2 separate regions of the Mus musculus genome follow, and region 2 is linked to region 1. A link is a contact called in public promoter capture Hi-C data. All regions are on one chromosome and are shown on one strand. The core of a region is the stretch at or near the end of the contact, and the rest is flanking DNA. Distances in the headings are between cores, read along the strand shown. Region 1 holds the start of E430016F16Rik (RIKEN cDNA E430016F16 gene). Region 2 holds the start of Abhd2 (abhydrolase domain containing 2).

Region 1 (4,244 bases), core at 833-3,332:
CCTGTGGGAAGGAGCCATGGAGCAACCTGTGGAGTGGCCTGGAAGGGAGTCTGAGGCTGCTGAGCTCTGGACATTCTTGAAGTTCCTCTGTAAACTTGGGGTCATGGGCATCTGCACTCCGAGTGGGGGACTGTTACCAGTCTGAAGCCCTGGAGCCTCAAACCCCAAGATGAATTTGTCTTCTTACTTAGAATATAGACCAGATGATGGTCTTGCAATTCCATTATCCCAGGATGCCCAGGAGAATTCAGACAAGAGACTGGGCCTCCTTGTCAGAAGGCTAAAGGACAAACACATGCAGAATAATTGTTGAGAGCCAGGCAGCCTAAATACTCTACTCCAATGAATCCCTCAATAACTTGATAAATCCTATCATGATCATCATTTTGGAGAGGTGGAAAATGGGGCCTCATGAAAGTAAAGTCATTCCCCGCACAGAGCTAGTCAACCCAGGCTGGACTGCTCCAAGTTGTCCAGAACACGGTAGGACACAGTTAAATGTGAGAGGTACAGTTCAAACTCAGGTTGCCGGGCTCCCTGGACCTCTATGCTATTCCACAATGTCTTCCTCTGCACTAGTGCTTTTCAGCAGGGAACATTTCACTTGTCGGAAGATGTTTGACATTATGGATTGTCATAGCTGGGGAGGAAGGAGTACTGCTGTCATCCATCAGACCAAGACCAGGAATCCTGCTAAATATCCCACAGTACACAGGGTGAGCCCTATGACACAGAATTAGCTGGCTAAGATACCAATGGGATTGAGGTTGGCAAACTATGTCCCTGAATCACCAAAGACTGAATTGTTTAGCGTCTGAGCTCTTCCAGGGTCTCGGGTTGAGGTAGGGCCAGGAAGCTCAGGCCAGCAATCTCCTAAGCGCTGTGTGGAACTCTGGCACACATGGCTGTTCTGTTACGGGTTTGTAAAATGGGAGAGCAGGCAGGGCAACTTTAGGAGGGAAGAGATTCACCAAAATCAAGATGTCTTTTTGGAGAAGACTTCTGTGCTACATCTGGTATTCTACTGGCCAGTCATCTCTGTCTCACTGTGTCTAAATACCTGAGGCACTCAATGTACAAGAGTGTTTCAATGCATGCATGCATTCTGAGGTTTCAGTCCACAGTGGCTCAGTTCACTTGCTTCAGGCCTGTGGCACAGAAATCATCAGGGCAGAGGAGGCTGCTCACCGGTGGCAGCCAGTAAGCAGAGATGAAAAGAAAGGGACTGAGATACCAATCACACTTTCATGGGCAGAACCCTATGAACCTGATGCCTTTCTACAGAGCTCCACACTAAAGACTCTACTAGCTCCAAACACTGCCACAAAGCCTTCAACAAGCCTTCGGGGTATATCTAAGGTCTAAACCATAATTGTAGTGATCAATCTTAGATGCCAATGTCAAATGCTTCCCTAGGTGTTTCCAGGAAAATTTGATAGGTGTAGTTAATTCTACAATAAGCTAGTTTTGAGTAAAGGATACCTGGGTTGACTGGACTCAGTGGCTCCAAAGGCCCTAACAGTAGAGTGGAAGTCTCCCCACAAAGGTGGGTGGAAGGGTCCCACTCACAGACAGCATCGCCCTTGATGCAGGCAGAGAGGTGCAGCCTGCCCTTGGGACGTCAACCTTTCCCTGCCAGCCCGCACCACCACAAAGCCAGTTCCCAGCATCTCTTTATAGTGATCATCTCTGTCTGCTTGGCTGGTTAACCCTGCTTACCACAAGTAACTCACAATCTCCAAGGGGAGAATAAAGCTTTATGACAATTCCCAAAGTGATTTGTCCAGCAAAGCCTTGAATTTGAAGAGCATCCTGTGGGATCATACTCCAGATGTCTTTTTCTGACAAGCAGTAACACAAGGAAACTAGGCAGTTTGGCCAGTTCTTTGGCCCGGCTTCTATGGATGGTATCGGGTTCTCACTATGGACAGAGGATCCTTACCACTACATGCCATCTGCCGGTTGCCCTTCTCCACTACACAGGAGGTGGTCCTCTTGCATCCATCCTTGAGGCACATCCAACACCATGACTGAGATTTCTTAGGTCTAGACCTTTGCTCTCAGTAAGCAGAGCTGATAAGCCTCAGCCCCTGAATACGCAGCAGTCAAAACGGCATGGTTTATGCAGAGCACCTGGCACACAGTGGGTGTTCAACTCCTGTGCCAAGACCCTCCCCTCTGATGACAAGCTGTGCTAAAACAGGCCTCCTACTATATAAGGAATAAGCAGGGTTTTTAAACCACTCAATATGGGCAACAGTTGCCAAATGATGCTACGGAGCTCTCCTAGGCCCGAGGCCCGCCCTAAATTTAACAGGCCTGTGTTTACAAACCCAAATCCATGCATCTCTGAGGCTCCCACACATATCCCAGCTGTCCGCCTGAAAAATTCCGCGTGGAGAGTCTCTGGCAGAGTCTCCACCAGCTGGTAACTCTCAGAGTGTTCCTGACACTTGGTCTGAGCCTTAGGCACACTATTCACAGGCGAAACCCAGGAGCTCCTCCTTCTACCTGAAGACTGGTAGGACTCTGAGCTGGTGGATTGCAACCAGGATTCTGAGGCTAAGCCACACACGGAAGATTCTAGGAGCTAAGACAAGCCTCTCTGCAGAGCCTGGCTTTTCTCTCTCTATCCTTTACTCATTCTCTGTATGTACTAGGCTGACACACATGCACAACATCACACCTTCCTACAATTCAGCTATCCTGAAACTGTCCAATAGCACTGAACACAGCCCAGAACCCAGAAAGACACAGAAGTCTCTAGATTGGACACAGAACATAGACTGATTCTCTGAACCACGTGCAGCGCCGTAAGCCTTCCCTCGGACCTTATTTCCCTTTCCTATGGGCTATTTCTCCAACTGAGAGACACCTAAATCACCAGACAGCTTGGTAAATACAGATTGCTTGTTCTACCCTTCCCACCCCACTCCAGTGATTCTGATTAGGCAAGTCTGGAACAGGACCGGAGGAATGGGCATCTCTAAGGAGTTCCCAGGTGAAGCTGATGTCACCAGATCAGGGGCTGCTCTCAGGTTAGGGGGTGGCTGCTTTACAGATTGGATGAGTCAAGCCCACTGACTCTAAGTAATCCTGAATCAGAATGGAATCTCCCTCTGTGTGTGTGTGTGTGTGTGTGTGTGTGTGTGTGTGTGTGTGCGCACTGGGGGCGGGGAAGATGCCGATAGTGGTGAGTCTCAAGAAAGAGAAAGCCAGGCTGACAGCTGCAGGAAGTGACAGTTGACAGCCTGAGAGCACAGAAAGAGACAGCAAACTATAAAAAGCAGACTTAAGAACTCAAAAAGCAAAACGGACCGAAGCCATCTCTGTGGGATACAGTTACTATATTCTCCAGATCCAACCTCAGGAAGAACTCTCTCCAAGCCCCGTGTGACCCTGGGAGTCACAGTGAAGACCCTATCATGTGAAGGAAGCTATACTTAGGCTGCTTCCAGGGCAGGGAAATGTAAAAATTAATGTTCTAAAAATTGACATCTAATTCATCGGCAGTAAAGATCATCGGGGGTTTAATGGGTTATAAACTTGGCACTATGAAAAACTTTTCACCATGAACTAACCCATTTGCTCAGTTTTCTAGGCTCCTACCGTGTGTGCACCTGCACATATGTATATCCTGCACCCATATACAGATAAATATCTGATGTAGAAACATTCTGTGGGGTGTTGAGAGACATCATGAGTTATAGAGACCATGCTTAGCACACACCAGGTCCTGGGTTCCAGTGCCACCATCAAATTACTCCACTAATGAATGTAAGCAGTACAATTCCCCACTCCCCATACCATAGCCCCTTCATCATTTCTTCCTTGACCGTCTAGACAAGGCTGGGTCCCATCTGGAGCTCCCATTTGCATACCTAATTGTTCTAACTCTGTATTTCTCACCACACTGCAATGTAATACATTCAATAGCCTCTTTCTGAGCTTTTCCGTTCCTAGTAGGGCAGAGTGTAGCAGGTGCTTAGTGAATGGGTGTTGTTTGAAGGCATATCCTTAACCTTGCCGTATCTAAGTACACACACACACACTCACACGCACTCATTTATAAAGAAAATGTAGGTCAAGGAGTTTGAGTATATGCCTCGAGGCAGCCCCAATTTCTGAAAGCAGGCTTAACTGTGCTTATTTCTGCTAGCAAGGGAGCGTGGAGGTCCTCCGCAGAGAGTGCTGTCTCTCACACTTCCTGATTTTAATCAGAACTACATATTCTGGGTGAGGTG
Region 2 (4,336 bases), core at 1,369-3,868, 560 kb after region 1:
AATTCATTCTCAAATCAGCTTTACACACATATTCTGGCACCTGAGTATCTCAGGCCAAGGCTCACCAAGTCTACAATCCCTGGAGGTTGTGAAACTTGAAGGCGAACGAGGCCATTTTTGCCCCCTGAATGACCTCCCACAGGGATGTTTTATAAAGTGAAATAATATGATTAAACAGAATATGGCAAGAGCCCTGGAAGAGCGGTGGAGACACACAGGGAAACAGTGCTGTGAGCTTATTATAATGGATTCTTTTTTAAGTCACCCAGCCAAAAAGGAGAGGTACCCGTCCTCCTAGCTTCCGCCTCTGCCTGGGCTTTGTCTGCTCGCTTTTGGAGCTTCAGTGACTCATCCTTTGAGAATTCCTAAGCTGGACAGATGTCTTGGCCGATCCTACCTTCCTGACACAGGAGGGAAAACCTACTTTTACTGTGGTGAGGTATCGGCCATTCACTGCAGTCACCTTTGTGGCTGGGATTCAAACTAGCGAACTCATCTGAGATCCCTGGAGTCACCACAGCCATCCCAAGGCCTGAGATGATGACTCAGCACTTACAGGCAGGAGGAGACCCATATCAGGCTGAGCCGGCTTCCTCAGCACGTGTGCAGCCCTGTGTATAGCCACCAACCAACTCTATTTAAAGGGAAGAACCAGAAAGCTGTAGCTCAGAACCAAGTGTGTGCACCCACACACGCACACACGCCTGCACCCACAGTCATGAATACAACTCTCTCGACTGGCAGCAAATCTATTTATATACATCCCCCATTTTTAAGACTTTCGTTTTAATCAACAATTGTGCATACTTACGGCTCTCCAACCACACGATGCTTTGGTACCTGTGTATTAGTGAGGTGACTACATCCAGTTGGTTAATATCCTTATCTGGTGACAAACCCAGAGCTCATCTCTCACGGTCTAAACCATCTCAGCAGAAGAGAACTCATGACCATGGGGGAGGTTGTTTCTTAGTGAAATCCTTTGCTACCAAAGCCTGGCCTTCTCTTTGTCAAGAGAGAGCAGATTACAGAGGAATAAATAAATATTGAGGAGAAACTTTATTGAGGTAACATGACAACTGGGGGAAAACCGAAGAGCAATGGAGCCTCTCCTCCTCTCTACTGTCCCACAGTTATGGGTGCTTTGAAAGGTCTGGGGTTCAATGCAGTTCCAAGAGTCTTTCCGTCCACACTCTGGGGTGTCCCATACCTTCAAAATGAGAAATGGGGGAGTCTGAGGGATATTTTAGAGGGACTTCTGGATCCGCACTAAGTAGCCTTCAAAGGCTGCTACTTGCTCACATTGCTTTGTTTGTTTGTGACAAGGCCTCATTGTGACAGAGGAGGACTCATTATGTAGCTTCAAAGTAAAGCAATCCTCCTGCCTCAGCTTCCTGCTGGAATAACAAACAGGAGACCGGTGCTGGCTCCTCCTCCTTGAGTTGGCTCATGCTTTCCTTGTCGGGGTCCGGAAATGTATTAAGAGAAAATTTAACATTGCTTCAAATCTAAATTCCTTCCTCTGGCTATGTGTTCCTTCTGTCTCCTGCCTCTTCTCTTGGAGCCACACTGCGTGCCTTGGCAGTGTGTCGGTGGCTGCCTCACTGGAGCTCCCTTTCGGGTTGTCAGTATTCTCTCCATCAGGCACGTGCCGTTGCGAACAGAGCCTCAGGTTCACAGAATGGTAGAACCCAGTCTAGGTGCATGGATGGAGAGGGTGAGTGATGAATAGCTAGTCTTGATAAACGCCCGTGGAACACCACGCACTGTACTGATCTTCTATCAGCAACCAGCACTTACCAAATATAGTCAGTGAGAACTCTAAAAGGCTAAAAGGCACGGCCAAGACTGCAGTCTGACTTCAAAGGTCACTTCTTCCAAGTGGCCTCCAACCACAAGGGCTGGTTAAAAGCTGAAAGATCATAGGGACTGTAACAGGTCCATAAAGTCCTGCATGTTCCCACCCACTTCCCTAGCTGAAAGAGGTCAAAGGCTGCTGCCTCCACCTCTTTGTCGCCTCCACCTCTTGCTTTCTGGTTTAGTGACTCACCACCTCTGCTCTACTAAGTTAGGACTCCACACTTCAAACACCTACGTCCTGAGCTACAGGTTCATCTTCCTGGGCACACCAGTGCTGAGAACCCCACGGCTGGGCTATCTCTTTCCCCAGTTCATCTCTATAAGACTCCGGACCTTTCTGCCCCAGAACTCAGAAAGCCATCACAATAGGCCCTCTCCTCTACTCCGTATCATCAACCATCAAACATAACCCATCCTTTAGCCGGCTCCCCTTATCCCGCCCCTCGGGGAGGACCTTACCCAATAGCATCTAGGCCCACTGGCTAAAGACATCAAAAGTAACCAATTATAGGAGAATTGCCCGCTAAGAATCTCCGCCTCCACCTTGAGGAGCAGTCCTACTGACCAATGGGCCACCATATAGACGCAACAAGCGCGATGAACAAATAGAGTGGCGGCTGGGTGATCCAATGGACACTGGGAGAGCCTTGCTTGGGGGCGTAGCAGAGGCGGTCGTCAGGGGCGTGGCGGCAGTTGCCTGGGCGGGGCCGGTAGCGGCGGGAGCTGCGCTGGCCAGGGGTTCCGGCTGTATTTCTATGAGCGCAGCCGGCAGCTGCGGAGCTGCGGGAACCGGACTCCGGGCGGGTTGGACTGCTGGAGTCAATGAGAGAAGGTAAGACCTCGGCTGGGCGAGTTCCACCAAACAGGGATCGCGCCTTGGATGCGTCGGGCCAGAACCCCGAGTTACCCGGTCCCCAGCGTGGCTCGGCCCATCGCGCCGCAGCTTGAGTGCTCCGGATCCGTGGGGACTGTTTGGGGGACTGTCACCTGGCACTGCGGGGATCTAGAGGGCCAGCTTGTCTGATGACGGGGCAGCCCAACCCATTGGTGGGATACGCCTTCCTAAAGGTCCTTTGTCCTCTCCTGCTCGAGGAACCGAGGTTGGGGACAAGGCCGACGGAGGCCTCCTGGCTGCCATCCCTCGCTCTGATCAATGCTGAAGTCTTGGTCCTGGGGGAGGTATCTGGCCGGCCAGACTCAGGGTAGAGAGTGCAGGATGCTGGAAACCTGAAAGGGCCTGACTACAAGCCCTTTCGATGGGCCGATGCATTTTGGGATCCCGGGGCTCACCTACGACCGATGGGTTCAAGTTGTAGGGAAGCAATTTTTGACCTACTTGGAGGCGCACTTTATTGAGCTTGTGGGGCAACTGTTCTAGGTGCTTCGTGGGCTTTCCCCACAAGATCTGTCCAGCAGCGCCCCGGGCTGCCTGCCAGGCCGAGCAGCCAGAGCATCGACCTTGGAAGTGCCTAGCCAGAGGCCAGATGATAGCCACCTGTCTGGGATGCTTAGGAAGGGGAGAATTGTATGAGCCATCTGTGAGGCCCTTCTCCATCCACCCATGCACTCTGAACAACATTTATTGACTGTATCGAGGATGGGACTTACCGGAGTTGGCTAGATTCCAAGGGGATGTTGAATACACCCATAATGATCTTTTTTGAGGTCTTAGCTCTCAAATGCATGTGTGCATGCCTGCGTACAAATGGAATAGATTATATTGAATGCTGAGTTAATCAAGTGGTTCACCTTAAGTGCGCAGTTGGGGGTTCCACTTTCTGGTTCCTCTTTTGTGGTGCCCTCACCTCCAGCTGGTCAAGTTTTACCTGGCCCAGAGGCAGGTTCCAAGAACAGGCTTGGGAGAGATTGCAGGATTGGCAGAGTCAACATGATCTGTGCCCAGAGCTTTTCAAGGACCATTGGGTTACAGTCACACTAAGCAGAATGCATTTCCCCTCCTCACTGCCTCCCCTCATTTGCTTGACTAGGAAGGACATAATCCTCTGAAGGTCGGGAAGCAGAAGAAATAATTATAACCCGCTTTACCCAGGTGAAGATAAATGAAGCTTTGTCCGGGTAGGCAGCCAAAAGCAGCTCAGTCCACGCTGCTGGCGGTCAGCATGATATTTAGAAGCCAAAAGGCTGATGCTCATCTAACTCTTCCCCCTTATTGTACGGATGAAGAAACCTAAGGCCTGGGGTAGTCACAGCTGGCTGGTCATCACAGGGTCAGGACTAAGAGTTGTTCCATCCCTTGAACCCTAGGTCTAGGCAGGACATGATTTGAATTCTACTTCCGGCAGAGTTCTCATTCTTGAAGTTCTAGATGAGTCCAGAGGGGGTAGAAGCTCAGACTTTGGCATCTAAGTGCTTGGGTTTAAATCTTCGTTCTGCCTCTTCCTAGCTGTGTGACTTGGGGCAAGTTATCCAACTTCTCTGTATCAGTTTCCTGGCCAGTAAGGCAAGGAATGATGCT

What was found. Promoter capture Hi-C pulls out the DNA fragments that hold promoters and counts their contacts.
Region 2: a contact with region 1 is called in a promoter capture Hi-C map of pre-B cells, with 3 times the contacts expected there. The contact joins the promoter of Abhd2 here to the promoter of E430016F16Rik in region 1. A contact is called at or near these places in 3 of 39 promoter capture datasets (the HPC-7 cell line, hippocampal neurons and pre-B cells), 1 of 484 Hi-C or Micro-C datasets (CD4 T cells) and 1 of 115 datasets of contacts at active chromatin or transcription factors (memory CD8 T cells).

What each region holds. Positions count from the first base shown.
Region 1 is chr7:78,716,138-78,720,381 of GRCm38.p6, forward strand. It overlaps E430016F16Rik (RIKEN cDNA E430016F16 gene), which reads right to left and starts at 2,083. Exons shown (of 11, transcript NR_015542.2): 1 at 1,943-2,083.
Region 2 is chr7:79,270,648-79,274,983 of GRCm38.p6, forward strand. It overlaps Abhd2 (abhydrolase domain containing 2), which reads left to right and starts at 2,619. Exons shown (of 11, transcript NM_018811.6): 1 at 2,619-2,692. It overlaps Gm31510 (predicted gene, 31510), which reads right to left and starts at 2,382. Exons shown (of 2, transcript NR_169073.1): 1 at 2,320-2,382; 2 at 1,045-1,210.